Regions from separate parts of the Sus scrofa genome. Here all the other regions are linked to region 1. The links are chromatin contacts, called in public HiChIP or PLAC-seq maps. All regions are on one chromosome and are shown on one strand. Each heading gives the region's core, a stretch centred on a gene start, on an enhancer-like site or on the middle of the called end of the contact. The rest is flanking DNA. Distances are from core to core; before and after follow the strand shown. Region 1 holds the start of TBKBP1 (TANK-binding kinase 1-binding protein 1). Region 2 holds the start of SOCS7 (suppressor of cytokine signaling 7). Region 3 holds the start of SP2 (transcription factor Sp2).

Region 1 (5,036 bases), core at 1,503-4,002:
GGCGTGATGGGAACTCCCAGATCTTTTTTATTTTTCCTTTTTAAGGTTTTTAAAAAATTTATTGTTTTTTTAATGGCCTCACCCGAAGCATAAGAAAGTTCCTGGGCCGGGAATCGATCCCGAGCCAGAGCAGCAACCTGAGTTGCTGCAGTGACAATGCCGGATCCTTAACCCACTGCACCACAAGGGAACTCCCAACCAGACCTTTTTTAGACCCAAGATCCAAAGCAGATCCTTCCCAATCCCTTCCTGATTGGTGCTGGGCTCTCCAGAGCGGCTACATCCCTCATGAGGGACCCTCAAGTTCCCAAGGGTCCGTACCCTGGCCTCTCTTTTGGATCCTGGGAATCTCTGCTGGATCCCCAGTTCCCACCGCCCAACAGTGCCCTCCCCTATCACACACACAGCCAGACCCCGTCATCTCCAAGTTCTGACCTTGATCTCGTAGACTTTGAGGCGGCGGCGGAGAGTGGCATTCTCCCTCTCCAGGCCCCCCAGCCGCTCCTTGATGTCTCCGTAGGCTGTGATCAGGGCAAAGTGGGAGGCGGAGCACATGTCCCCCCCCAGCGAGGGGTCTCCAGGGGCATCCAGCCACACCTCACTGGGCCCCAGGGCCTCCTGGGTCAGGATGCTGATGTCATCCTCAAACATGGACTCCATGGCAAGGGTCTGGGCAGCAGCCCACCCTGGGCCTCCTGGGAGAGCAGGAGCAACGGTGGAGAGGGTGGCCCAGAGGTTGTCCCTGACAGCCCTTGTCCTGGCCCGAGGAGCCCTGTGGCCAGCTGAGATGCAGCCTGCTCCTGCCCCTGGGTCTCAAAGCCCCCTCCCAGGCTGCTAAGCCTCATCTTCTCTGTCGCCTTTAGGGGAAGAGGCTGGGACCAGGAGTGGGTGAGTGACAAGCAGAGACAAACAAGGCCAGGAGCAGGGAAGGGCTCCTTCCGGAACCGCGGGAGACCTGTGGACGGGAGAGGGTTGCCTTCCCAGCACAGGGGGCCCAGCTGGGGCCCGCTTAGACTCACTCCTCAGCCCCTTCTCCACCCCAGGCCGCACTTCCCCAAATACCTCTCTGCCAAGCTCCTCATGTCAGGCCTCTGGCAACCCTGGCTCCTCCCTAAGGAAGGCCCAGCGCTTCTGGGAGGGTCAGTCCCACCAGCACATCCTCTGCTGGGCCCCCGCCCAAGTTCCCAGCTTCCTCCGGTAGGATCCCAGAGTTCAGGAAAAGGAAGTGCCTCCCCCACTCGCATGAAGCAGGGTGGTGGTGTATGTGGCAACCCTCCAGGCCCTCCTCACCCTTGACTTGGGACCCACAGGAAGGCCTCGGCTTGAGTGTCGTGTCCGAGGGGTGTCTGAGGGAACCCAGTGGGGAAGGGGGTTCTGGGAGAGGGCCTGGCACAGGTGAAGAGGAATGACAAAAAATTCCTAAGCCTGGCCTGTGTGCCTGCACAGAGGGAAATGGGGAGCCCTGGGAGGGGGCAGGAATGACTCAGGGCTCCCGAAAGAGTAGGCGAGGGGGTGCGTGTGTACTTCTTCTGGCCCTGTTTATGAATGTGTGTCTGTGGTTGGCATGTGTGGGGGGAGTGTGTGCGTCTGTGAATGAGTGTAGGTGTGTCACAGTCAATGAGTGCCTTAGCGGGGCTTCGGGTGGGGGTCGGATGGAGTGGGGAAGTGGCCAGGAGGCCGTGAGTGTTTGTGTGTGCGAGTGTGTGCACGCGTGCGTGAGCGTGTGTGAAGGGTGGGCACGTTCGGGGCCGTGTGTCACGTGAGGCACTATGGGAATGTCCGAGGTGTGTGCGCGCGCGCCGGAGCGTGTGTGCGAGTTAGGAGAGGGGGCTCCCGAGGTGTGAGTTGAGGCCGTGGGGTCTGCGACCCCCAAAGCCTGGCAGCAGGAGCCTGGGATGGGGAGGGTTCAGGCCCAGGCTCCAACACCGCCCCTCATGAAGTGCCAGGGGAACGCCTGTGACCGGGTCTGAGCGAGGAGTGTGTGCGCGTGTTTGTGGGGCTGGCCCCACCTTTAACCCTCTCCTCCCCAGGCCCATCCTCTCTCCCCCAACTCCGCTCGCCAGCGCTCACCACACCCCCGGACCCCCGCGGCCCGCCACCTTGGGCCCAATCCCACTAGCAGGGGTTCTGCCCCCAGGGCTGCCCCGACCCGCGTTTGCTTCCTCCGCATTCTCGCCTCTGCCCAGCGGCCCCGCGCCAGAGCGACGGCAGGCGGGTGGGGAGGGGGGTGCCTCCTCGGGGCCCCCGGACCCCTTCTGCGGCCCCTTTAAGAGCCGCCCTTTAAACCCCTTTAGCTCGGCGGACAGAAATTGTCGCCCCTCCCCTCTCGGGGGCCGAGACCAGGCAGCCCCCTCCCCCACCGCTGCCGGCCTCGCCCCGGGCCCCCCGGTCCGCTGTCCCCGCGCCGGGGAAGGGGCTCCAGAGGCGGCGCGGCCTGAGGAGCGGCGGAGAGGGGGGAAAGGGGGATTGCGGGCGGCCGACGCCGGACCCTTCCCCTCCCTGCCACCCTGAGCCAACTGCAGGCCAACCTCCCGCCCCCTCCTCCTGCCCACCCCGCGACCCCCGGGGCCGGCCCTGGGCACCGCTCCCCTCCCCCCCGCCCTGCCCTGCCGGGACTTACAGCTGCTGCTGGTTCCTGCTGGTAATCGCAGCTTACCCCCTCCGCCTGCTCCCTCCCCAGACGGGCACCGGTGCCCCCACCCCCCTGGCACCGCGCTCTGCTCTCGCCCTGTCGCCGCCGCCGGGTCTCTCCCCACCCCCCACCCCTCCCCCCAACCCCCCTCCCTCGCTCCCGCCCCGCTCCTCCTCCGCCGCCGCCGCCGCCGCCGCCGCCGCCTCCTCCTCCTCCCCGGCTGCTCCGGGTTTCTCCGGCTGGGAAGGCGCCCCCGACCCCGCCGCGGCCACCACCACGTGGCAAGGGGCGGCCGGCCCCCGCGGTGCGGTTTGGCCTGGCAGCGCGCCCGGCGCCCACCGGCTCCCTGCCGAGCGGCCCGCGCTCCGCGCCCCCTCCCCGACGCCTCCCATCGCAGTGTGGCGTGGCGGAGTGTGTGGGGGTGTCCGTGGACCGCGCAGGGGCTCAGGTGATGCTTTGGGATTTGCTTTGGGGCTGTATATTTTGGGGGAAAGGGAGGCTCTTTATTTGGATTGTTTTGGTCTTTGCTCTTTTGAGAAGAAAAATATTAGACTGATTCTTCATTGCTCTTGGGGGAGGGGGCATTGCTCTGATAATAAATACACTGGCCATAGGGTCCAGTCGGAGTGATTGGAGTTAAATCAGTAACTTCTTCGGAAGTGAGAATGAACTAAGTGGATTAAGGTTCATTTAGGAAGGGGGACAGCTTTCCTCTGTCGCACACACAGTCCCCTCCCCCAACACACAGAAGCACCCACAGGCCAGCGAAATGAACAAACAACAGATTTCACCCTTTCCACAAAGATTATTTGAGCACCTGCCAAACTGCTGGGCAGGAGTCACAAGTTTTTGCCACTTTCCCACTGTGTGACCTTGGGCAAGTTACCTAACCTCTCTGAATTAAATTGGAGATAATTCCTGACCTGGACAACTATGGGAGAGAAAAGGGGATCAGAAATAAAGGTGCTCCATGAATCCTTAGGGGGTGTTAGTGGTTATCCTCTGTATCCTCTGATGGATTAAAAAAAATGTGGGCAGAAGTATGGTCAGCCTGGTTGCAGTTAGGGAATGATCAGAGGACTCTGGCTAACCCCTGACCAGCCAACCCTGGAAGCAGGGTGTGTATGGGCTAAGCAGGGGGCTCAGCATTTAGCTCGAAGCCTCCCATCTGGACAGATGGTACAGGCTGCTGGGAACCTGAGCCTACTTTTTTGGATCCTGGGGAGGGGGGTGGTGCATCTGGAGGGGTCAAGAGAAAAGGTTTCTTAGTTGCTTTGAGCTTTGAGAGCAGCAGCTGCTGCCATCTTGCCCCACTACAGGGAGAAGACTGGACTGAAAGGTGAGCTCTGCCACCCAGGAGAGTCAGCAGGGGCTGTGTACTCTTTCTCTTCAAAGAAAGGGATTCTCCTTGGCTCCCTTCCTCCTCCTCCTTCTGGGTTCCCTTCTAGTCTCTCCTGCTAACTCCTGCTCCCTTTTACAGTCCAGAATGCCAGCTTTCTCTGAACCGTGCGAGACAACCTGCCTCTAGATAGGAAGGCTAGCTGGCTGGGTCACCTGTCACCCCACTAATCCTGAGGGCTAGGCAGGTGTCATCTCCCTTAAGGCTGCACAGGTTCTCTTCCAGAACTCTTAGAAGACCAGGCAAAAGATTGGAGGCTGGGCTTAAAGGTGTGGGGTTATCTCTGGGGCCTCAATAAGTGTGGACTTGGCCACCAACTGGACCTGAAACTGCTGGCAAGCTTTCCCTCCCTGGAAAGGGTACTGGGTCCAGGTACTGTCTGACCACATACGCTGTGGGATGAGTTGTCAGCCTCTAATGCTGCTGGGCTGCTCAGGGGTACAGGCCTGAGTCACCAGGCAAGGCCCAATGACTTATCCTGGAGTATAGGCAGTTGGTGGCAAAACCCCAACAGAGGCTATGCCTGGTTCAGGTGCCCCCTAAATATCTCCCCCAAATCTAGATCTGATCTCATTGCATTCTCTTTCTGGTTCTGTCATATATATGTGTATATATATATATATATATATATATATATATATATGTATGTATATATATATGTATGTATATATATATATATATATATTTTTTTTTTTGTCTTTTTTGTTGTTGTTGTTGCTATTTCTTGGGCCGCTCCCGCGGCATATGGAGGTTCCCAGGCTAGGGGTTGAATCGGAGCTGTAGCCACCAGCCTACGCCGGAGCCACAGCAACGCGGGATCCGAGCCGCGTCTGCAACCTACACCACAGCTCACGGCAACGCCGGATCCTTAACCCACTGAGCAAGGGCAGGGACCGAACCCGCAACCTCATGGTTCCTAGTCGGATTCGTTAACCACTGCGCCACGACGGGAACTCCTATATTATTTTTTTTAATGGCCACACCCATGGCATATGGAAGTTCCCG
Region 2 (5,036 bases), core at 1,841-4,340, 230 kb after region 1:
GGGACCCAGTCATACATATATATACATTCCCTTTCTTATATTATCTTCCATCATGGTCTGTCCCAAGAGACTGGATATAGTTTCCCTGCTCATAAAGAAACTGAAGCTCAGAGTTACTTACCTAAGGTCACATAATTCTAAAAAGTGCGGTAGCATTCAAAACAGCTCAGACTCCAAAGTTTATATTTTCTACCCTCTCTCCCTCAGCTACCTCTTAGGTGTCACTTAGGTTTCTGGAGAAAAGAAGAGAAATAGCTATACAGTAGTATCTCATTGCCTATCCAGTCCAAATAATAGTTTGCATCTACTAACCCCCAACTCTCAGTGCATCCCACTCCTTCCCCTTCCCCCCTGGCAACCACAGATCTCTTCTCTATGTCTGTGATCCTGTTTCTGTTTTGTACATGGGTTCATTTGTGCCGTATTTTAGATTCACTATAAGTGATATACTATGGCATTTGTCTCTTTCTGAAGTACTTCACTTAGTATGAGAATCTCTAGTTGCATCCACGTTGCTGCAAATGACATGATTTCGTTCTTTTTTACAGCTGAGTAGTATTCCACTGTATATATGAACCATGTCTTTTTCTTTTGAAACCACATCTTCTTAATCCATTCATCTGTCGATGGACATTTAGGTGGTTTCCATGTCTTGTGAATTCACTATTGTGAATAGTGCTGCTATGAACATACGGGTGCATGCATTTTTTTGAATTGTAGTTTTGTCAGATATATGCCCAGGAGTGGGACTGCTGTGATCCTTCCTCCTTAACCATTGCATCCTTCAACATCTCTTGGGGACCATTGCAATGGTTTCCAGACTGGTCTCCCTGTTTCCAGTCATACTTCCTCTACACGATCTTAATCTTATTTGATCTGCAGAGCATGCCCACAAGGAAGCAAAGGAGTAATCCTTATCTCTATTTTGCAGATGAGAAAACTGAGGTCTAATGGTACTGTGGAGCTGCCTCATACAGGCTTGGGAAAGCCAATTGTTAAGATTTCAGAAATTTTGCAAGGCAGCTGTTAAATACAGCCAACTATTAAAAATTAAATTATACAAGGTTATAATTAAATATACTAAAAACAAAGGTAATAAATATCCCTAACTCATCACTTCCTAGTAAGTTTTGTTATTATTAACCTATGGTCTAGAGGTTATTTGTGTTATTATATCTGCATGATGAAACTACTGCATAATAGTATGCTCTATGTGGAGTTTCTGTCGTGGTGCAGTGGAAACAAATCCAACTTGGAAACATGAGGTTTCGGGTTGGATCCCTGGCCCCGCCCAGTGGGTTAAGGATCTGGCATTGCCATGAGCTGTGGTGTAGGTCGCAGACGAGGCTTGGATCCAGCGTTGCTGTGGTGTAGGCTAGCAACTACAGCTCCAATTTGACCCCTAGCCTGGGAACCTCCATATGTTGTTGGTGCGGCCCTAAAAAGCCAAAAAAAAAAAAAAAAAAAAAAGTACACTCTGTGTTCAGTAAAGTCATGATGGTCAATTGAAATGAGCCTTGCATTGGAAGTCTTTGCACCATGAAAATCTGCAAATGCTACAAACTGGGACTTGATTTGTTTTGTTAATTATCTAAATTTAAGAAAGTGATGGAGAAAATGTTAATACTTAAGGTTTTTTTTCTTTTTTGGTCACACCCCCAGCATATGGAAGTTCCTGGGCCAGGGACTGAATTCCAGCTAGAGCTTTGACCTATGCCTCTGCAGCAATGCCGGATCCTTAACTCACTGCGCAGGGTTGGGGATGCAACAGACGCCTTCACAGAGACAAGCTGGATCATTTACCCCTGTGCCGCACTGCACCACAGTGGGAACTCCAATATTTAAGATTTTACATGAACGTGTTATATCTGCAGCCATTACATTGTGTATGGCACAGAAACTCAGGAAATATTCTTTCAGTATTTGAAAACAATTTTCCAATTCAGCAAAGAAGTCGCTTCCATAATGGACAGTTAAGAAGTCTTTGTTTTTTCACTTCCCTCTTACACTGATGCAGAGAACATCAACTAACATCTATGTCACAATTGTATTCTCCAGTCAACTGAAACGACAGGTTGGCCACCCATACAGGAGTCTGGCAAAAATCAATGAAAGCATTCTGTGAGAATCAATTGGTTATAAGGAATTTGCAGTTGTACATTATTATTTGTAAATTCTGTGCTTCACATCCTTTACATCAGCACAATTTATGATAAATTTGTGTGTGTGTATATATATATGCATACATTCCCGTTTTCTCTTGACAATCAGCTGTTCAACACTTATCAGCACATGTCCTGGTCTAGAACATGTTATTCATGTGTCATTTCATAAATACTCACTAGATGCCAAGGGAGGGGGGAAAATACAGTTAATCAATGAACAAACGACGTGGCCACAGTCGCACATCGCAAGCGGCACAGGAGGGACCGGAGCCAGGGGTACTGTCCTCCCAGGGTCAGCGGCTCTCTTCCAGGACTAGCTTAGGCTTCCCAGGGCCACCCCACCTTACCCGCGGGTTGGGGGGGGGCTCGGCCTGAGCACCTGGGAAGTGAAAAACCGGGGTCGCAGTAGGGGGCTAACTGCTAGGCGAGAAGAAGCCCATTGCCAATCGCAGCCCAGGCCGCGCGCAACGTCACGCTCCGTAGAGGCCTGCGCGAGCAAGCTCTGGGGAAAGGGGCGTGGCTATCACGCCAGGAAGTGACGCCACCAGGGGCGGGGCTCGGCGGCGGCGGCGCGCGGCCTGGGCTCGCGCTGGGCTCCGCGCGCCCCCCGCCCCCTGTATGAGGCAGAGGCCGCGGTGGCCGTTAGCGCTGTCGCTCCGGGGGCCGCGGCGGGCGGGGCTCCGGCGGGGCCCGGCCTAGTCCCCACCCCAGCCCGGCTCCCAGCCGCCCGCCCTCCCTCCCTCTCCCCGATGCAGGGGGCCGAACTCCGGGATGGCGAGGCGGCGGCGGCGGCCGCTTCGTACCGCGTCCTGAGCCGCCTGCTCGGCTATGGAGAGGCGGCCCCCGAGCCAGGCCCGCCGCCGCCGCCCCCGGGCCATGGCCCCGCGCCGCCACCCTTCCTCGCGCGGCCCGGCCCGCGGGGCTCCAGGCCGCCGCAGCTGATGGTGTTCCGCAACGTGGGTCGGCCGCCGGAGGAGGAGGACGCGGAGGCGGCCCCGGATCCGGGACCCTCAGAACTGCTGTGTCCCCGGCACCGCTGTGCTCTGGACCCCAAGGCCCTGCCTCCGGGGTTGGCGCTCGAGCGGACCTGGGGTCCGGCAGCTGGACTAGAGGCGCAGTTGGCGGCCCTGGGGCTCGGGCAGTCGGCGGGGCCGGGAGTCAAGACGGTCAGCGGGGGTTGCTGCCCATGTCCGTGCCCCCCGCAGCCGCCCCCTCCGCAGCCCCAGCCGCCTGCTGCCGCCCCGCAGGCCGGGGAGGACCCCACGGAAACCAGCGACGCGCTGCTGGTCCTAGAGGGCTTGGAGTCGGAGGCCGAGAGCCTGGAGACTAACAGCTGCTCGGAAGAGGAGCTCAGCAGCCCGGGCCGCGGAGGAGGAGGGGGCGGCCGGCTTCTGCTGCAGCCCCCTGGCCCTGAATTACCCCCGGTGCCCTTCCCAATGCAGGACTTGGTCCTTCCAGGGCGCCTGAGTAGAGGGGAGCAGCAGCAACAGCAGCAGCAACCTCCCCCGCCCCCACCTCCTCCTGGGCCCCTCCGGCCGCTCGCGGGCCCTTCTCGGAAGGGCTCCCTCAAAATTCGCCTCAGTCGCCTCTTTCGCACGAAGAGCTGCAACGGTGGCTCCGGCGGTGGGGATGGGGCCGGCAAGAGGCCTTCTGGAGAGCTGGCTGCTTCAGCTGGGAGCCTGACAGACATGGGAGGCTCTGCGGGCCGGGAGCTGGACACCGGGAGGTGAGACCGGCTGGGGCGGGCGGGCGGGCGGGCTGCCTGATAAACTTCCCCCTTCTTCTTTCATTTTCCCTTTTATTGTACTGCTAACACGATCCTGACAGTGCTTAGGCAATGGTCTTCATAAGGAGGCAGAGACTGCGGGCTAAAGGTGGTGACATTGCTCATTAGGTCAGCGCCCATTGTGGGAGCAGCATTCACTCTGAGAATTCACTCCCAGGTGAGACTTCTCAGCTGGTTAGAATTTCTCTAATCAGGAGATAATTTGAAATCATTCCCCACACGCCTACCCTGGCCCAGCTTTTAAAGTTTTTACAAGGTATCTTATCTATCCTAACCCCTGGCAGAGAGCTTGCTGGAAATGTGGGCCCTCTGGGGCAAAAAAGTTGATGTTGCGTTTTGACTCCCTTGCTGATTCTTCTGTGTACCAGCACCCCACTCCCTTCACACTCATGTGTAGAGATGATAGGACAGACTTGTGAGGTTATAGGCCTGCAGCAGTCAGTTGGGCAGCTCTATTCACAGTTTTAATGTTTTCTTGGTTGGTCGCTTAGGTGTGCTTGGTATCCCAGCCTGTGTGCTGACCACTGGGAGAAAAAATTGCTTTTCTCAAGCCCATATGAGAATTCTAAGTATGAGCTATAGGCATTGATACATGAGTTCTAGGCCAGTTGATGAAGATTCCAAACTTAGACGTGGAGTTTTTTCCTGCATTTCTGAAGGGTTGAATCCAGTGTTAGATCTGTAGGTTGTTTGTATTGCCCTTGTGGTGTGCACTGCTGAGTGGGTTCTTAGAAAGATTGGAACTGGTTTTGGTGCAGCTCCTGTGATGGGTTCGTGAGACATCCTGACAGTCACAACCCAAGGCTGAAAAAACAGACAAATAAACAGAACTTTACTGTGCCCCAGTATCACGTGGAATGCTCTGGGAAAAGATCAGAGGGCCCCAGAATTCCAATTTTTAAAAAACTCCCCAGTTGGTTCTGAGGTATGATCTGGACTGGAATCACTCATCCATGGACTTCTCTTTTCACGAGAACTTGTACTCCCAGAGGAAAGTGTGGGATCAGTTTGATTTTGTTGCCGTCTCTGAACAGCTGTGCCAGGGGCTCATCCTGGGTTCAGACCAAACCTAAACTCCAGAAAGA
Region 3 (5,036 bases), core at 822-3,321, 200 kb before region 1:
TCTCTCCTCTGACAGGTTCCTGAGGCCCAAACTTAACAGAATCTGAGAAAAGAGCCTGCCAGTCTATGTGCTGTCAACAGTGAGGCCACACTCTTCCTCCTGGAGTCAGTTCTCCCTGCTGAGCCGTCAGGCGACGCTCCAATTATTAAATAATTCTACTTGGGTCTCCTTGGTAAAGAGACTGTGTCTTTAGCAGCCTAGCTCAGGGGGTTCATAATTATGTCAGACCGACTTTTTTTCCCCTTCTCTCTCTCATTGTTGCTTCTTTTAAACAAAGAGGTTAAGCCTCTGTACAACCAAGTGGAAGAACTAGAAATAGACAACTTACCAATCATCCCAGCCAATGAGAATCCATTTCCAACAGGTATTAATGCCTGTTAGAAGCCACTGGAACACTGACATCATCAGCCCAATGGATAGGTTGTCTGACAGATTCGCGCCCTTCATAGCACACAAGAATTTAAAACAAAACAAGACACTGCAGTTATATTTATTATTGCAGACAACAGGTTTGTGTTATCAAATCAAAGTTACTCCTATGGTGTAGACTCCACCATCATTCCATTCAAAGCCTCTGTGAGCTGGCCAACACCCTAAACTTTCCAATCCTAAAAATTTTAATCTAAAATGCCAATTCAACACTTAGCCCTCCACTGTGATACTTAATGCCTTCTGGGGTACAGCATACAAGTTTTAGACAGTGCATGCCAATGTACCTTCTATTTCCAAGGAAACCCATGTAATGGGGGCCCGCATGGGCCAATTCATTGCTTAAAGCAGATCTCCTGGCTCCTCCCTCCCTTTCTCTAAGAAAACGATTAAGTGACCAAGAAGTAGCCTCAGAAGAAGAAACAAACTTAGGAGAATGTGCACTGAGAAAAGCCAGACTGAGTCCCTTCGGATCAGGTTAATTAAGAAACAAACACAACAGTATATTGGAATCAAAACCAAAGAATGCACTGAGGACAGGTTTCTCAACTGCCCAGAGGAGAAGACACAGTTCCTTTTCATCTAAAATTAGAAAGCCACCGGGAACATAAGCCAAGAAAGCATGGGTAGGAGGCTGAGAACCATAAGTCAGCAACGGGGATGGAGAGGGGGTGGAGGAAGAAAGTTAAGCATCCATTTTATTGCTTCTGTCATTCCTTCGGTTTGTTCCTGGCCTTTGGGATTCAGCAGTGCTCCCTCCCCCCGCCCCCCCAACGGGATGCCTGGTACAGGCTGGAAGTTCTGTTAACAAGTTCTTAAACGTCCCACAATTTTGCTAAGAGCTGGCAGATATCTAGCTGGAGGCTCAAGGATGCAAGTGAAATATTAAAAGGTTTCTGCCCACCCCGCAGTCTAAGCAGAGAGGTCATCTACCTAGGGAGTGCCCTCATGTCCTGACACCATCTCTCGACTGGGATACATCAGTAACTCGGTTGGCTTCCAAGCCCAGCAGTGCCCATGTGGTTGGCGCCCTCGGAATTTCAAGCATTCCCCCGCCCCTCTCTGCTCTCGGGAGAATCCTGAATCACTGGTGGGCAAATAGAGTGAGAATGCAAAAGGGTCCCCGAACACAGGGCAAGCGCACAGGGCGTCGACCGCCTCCTCGAAGCCGACCCAGGCAACGTCTCCGGGCCTGGCAGCGCTCAAGCGGGTCGGCCAGGCCGAGGGGGGTGCCAGGCCGGCCCCGGGTGCCCGCTCCTCTCGCCAGCCCCCGGAAGCGCCGCCCTCCCGCCCAGCGGGCTCCGAGGGGGCGGGGAGTCGAACACCCCCTTCCGGGTGCCTCCGCCCGGCTGGCCAGCCCCGCTCCTCCTCCGGGCGGGAATCCTCCCTCCCCGCCCCTCCCGGAGCCGGGCCCCGGCGCCAGGCCCGGCCCCAGGGGGGAACCCTCAGCCCCGGCTCCCCCTCCCTGCGGCCTCTGCCCGTCTTCCCGACCCTTGAGAGCCGGAAAGACCCCGCCGGCAGCGGCCAGGACCCACCGCTCATTACGACATCTTCCTCCCTGGCCTCCGCCGCCTCCGCCGCCACCGAGAGCCTGACACCGCCCGCCTAGCACCCACCAATCCCGGAGCCCGCCACCGCCCGAGCGACGGCAGCGTTCACCAATTAGAGTTCGGTACATTGGGGACCGACAGCAGTACTAACCAATCAAAGAGATGTATCTAGAGCGACGTTGGTTTGGCCAATAAACCTGTGAAATGTCACTGATGGACCGTAGAGGGCACCAACCGGAAGCCTACTGTAGAATGAACGACATGTCCGCCAGCCAACTGGCGGGAGGCAAAGTCCCGCCCACGAGGTGGTTGATGGACAGCAACAGGAAGCTGGATAAGGCGGGGCTTAGCTGAGGAGTGGTTTTGTATTGGTAGTGGTTGACCTTCCACCCACCTCTAACCCAGAAGATGACTGACAGATCTGCCCTAAAGCCAATCAGAAGTCCTCAGGGTGAGGCCGAAAAATGCCCTATAAATAGCATCTACTTTGCACCTTAATCGAGTGTTGCCCTGGCCTGGCGAGGGTTCCTGCGCTTCGGCCACTCAACTACTGCCTGGTGAGTGGAAAACCACCAGTCTCATTTAGTCCCTCACCCTTCATCGCTTCTGGAGAGGGGAATGAGCCCCGAGGTGACTTTGTACAGCGAGGCGTTGGAGTCGGACACAATAGCGAGAGTTGGGGCTGTGTGACTCTTCTGAAGTGAGGGGATTATTTTCATCGTCTCAGTTGAAATCCCTCTTAATCCTCACATGGTTATTTATTGCATCGACTCCTTGATTTGGGCACAGAATCACCCGAAGCTCTCCAAAAAGTAGATTCCCGGGGCCGCCTCATGTGTCCGGGGCAAACCTGGAATATGCATTCTAACCAGCGCCTCCGGTGGACAGAATTGGTCCGTGCCCGACTCACCTCCTTAAATGAGGTGCTGTGAGTACAGCACTTGGCAGGAGCTACGTGGGTAGGTTTCTCTTTCCTATGGATGCGAACTTGGGAAGGCATTCATTAGTAAGAAGAAATCCATTCTGGTTTCAGACCAGCCTGTATTTGAAGTTTTACACAGTCCACTTGCAGAGAGGCAGGGTACCGAAACTCCCTGCACCTTATGGAAAAAAGAGGCTAATTGCAACCACACCTTAGAGCAATGGCTTTTTTTCTTTACTTTTCTTCTCGTTTTTTAAAATCATAGCCCCACAGTGAGAAATACATTTGCATTATGACCTATTACACTTATAACTCCTGTGAGAGTATGATAAAAGTTTTCAGACACAATACTTACCCTTTCTACTTGTGATGCACTGATGTTTTCTAGCCTGTCCTCTTATTTTTTTTGTTTGTTTGTTTTTTGTTTTTTAGGGCCACACCTGTGGTATATGGACATTCCATGGCTAGGGGTCAAATTGGAGCTGCAGCTGCCAGCCTACACCACGGCCACAGCAACACCAGATCCGAACCACATCTGTGACCTACACCACAACTCACAGCAATGCCGGATCCTTAACCCACTGAGCAAGGCCAGGGATCGAACCCGAATCCTCATGGATACTAGTCGGATTTGTTTCTGCTGTGCCACAATGGGAACTCCCTGTTGTATTTTATTCTTTATTCCCTCCCTCCCTCCTCTTCCTTCCTTCCTCCCTCTCTCCCTCCCTTCCTTTTCTTGATCAAGACTGGTGGTTTGAAGACCACCCTCCTAAAGGACTCGTGTGATAAAATACAGCACAGAATGCCCCAAACATTGTAATTGTTGAATAAACGTTAATAGTCTCTTCCAGTCCACCCCTCTCAGACTTAACCTTTGACAAAACCAGACTTCAAAAGATACCACTCTTGGAGTTCCTGTCGTGGCTCAGTGGCTAACGAATCCGACTAGGTACCATGAGATTGCGGGTTCGATCCCTGGCCTTGCTCAGTGGATTAAGGATCTGGCGTTGCTGTGAGCTGTGGTGTAGGTTGCAGATGTGGCTCGGATCCCATGTTGCTGTGGCTCTGGCGAAGGCTAGCAGCTACAGCTCTGATTAGACCCCTGGCCTGGGAACCTCCATATGCCGCAGGAGCGGCCCTAGAAAAGGCAAAAAGACCAAAAAAAAAAAAAAAAGATATCGCTCTTCTAGTTAAGATAGTTAAGATTTTTCATTGGTGCAATTCCTGTTGTGGCGCAGAAGAAACAAATCTGACTAGTAACCATGAGGTTTCGGGCCGAGGGGTGCAGCCCTAAAAAGCCAAAAAAAAAAAAAAAAAAAAAAAAAGATTTGTCATTGGCTCCCAGCCTTCCAGCATCCTGCTGGATAACAAGCCCATACCCCTTGCTGGGCAATGTCCTTCACACTCTTTGTGTATCTCTCATGCTGTATGATCTCCCTCCACCACCCTGTTCCCCTTTCCCAAATTCCTACCTTTTTAACCTCAAGGAAAGATTCCACTATTCCTGAAAATCTGCATCTCTCTATTTTCCTTCCTACTTTACTCTTCCTTCATCTGGATGAACTCCTATGCCCCCTTCAAAGACCTACTTCAAAGTCTACAGAGCCACAGCTTTTTCCTTCTCTGGACTGCTGTTGCTCTTGGCAAGATGCAGAGGCCTTCCCTTGCCTCCTAGCTCATTACACAAGTTTTTTTAGGGCCTCACCCACGGCATGTGGAGGTTCCCAGGCTAGGGGTGGAATCGGAGCTACAGCTGCTGGCCTCCGCCACAGCCACAGCAACGCAGGATCTGAGCCATGTCTGCGACCTACACCCACAGCTCACGGCAACGCCAGATCCATAACCTGCAGAGTGAGGCCAGGGATTGAACCCACAACCTCATGGTTCCTCGTTGGATTCCTTTCTGCTGAGTCATGACAGGAAATCCCTGCACATTTTTATTTTTACTTTTGACTTTGCTGCTAGACTCAGAGCTGTAGTGGAAGGTTTGCAGCTGGTACTAGAGGACTGGGCAAGAGATGTTAAGCTGCTGTAAGCTGCGTTAAAGAATGAATATTTGCATACAATTGTATCTACATAGGACTTGTTTACATAGACCTTGCATTCTGTTCCCAGGCCATTTTTCAAGTTAAGAT

The links. HiChIP or PLAC-seq counts read pairs in DNA pulled down with a chosen protein or histone mark.
Region 2: a contact with region 1 is called in an H3K27ac HiChIP or PLAC-seq map of alveolar macrophages. The contact joins the promoter of SOCS7 here to the promoter of TBKBP1 in region 1. A contact is called at or near these places in 1 of 5 promoter capture datasets (fetal skeletal muscle) and 1 of 2 datasets of contacts at active chromatin or transcription factors (alveolar macrophages).
Region 3: a contact with region 1 is called in an H3K27ac HiChIP or PLAC-seq map of alveolar macrophages. The contact joins the promoter of SP2 here to the promoter of TBKBP1 in region 1. A contact is called at or near these places in 1 of 47 Hi-C or Micro-C datasets (epiblast stem cells) and 1 of 2 datasets of contacts at active chromatin or transcription factors (alveolar macrophages).

Annotation. Positions count from the first base shown.
Region 1 is chr12:23,950,682-23,955,717 of Sscrofa11.1, reverse strand. TBKBP1 (TANK-binding kinase 1-binding protein 1) reads right to left here and starts at 2,752. Exons shown (of 10, transcript XM_021067080.1): 1 at 2,621-2,752; 2 at 436-955. The coding sequence starts at 660.
Region 2 is chr12:23,721,116-23,726,151 of Sscrofa11.1, reverse strand. SOCS7 (suppressor of cytokine signaling 7) reads left to right here and starts at 3,090. Exons shown (of 10, transcript NM_001201486.1): 1 at 3,090-3,891. The coding sequence starts at 3,107.
Region 3 is chr12:24,151,122-24,156,157 of Sscrofa11.1, reverse strand. It overlaps SP2 (transcription factor Sp2), which reads right to left and starts at 2,071. Exons shown (of 9, transcript XM_021067084.1): 1 at 1,965-2,071; 2 at 329-441. The coding sequence starts at 335.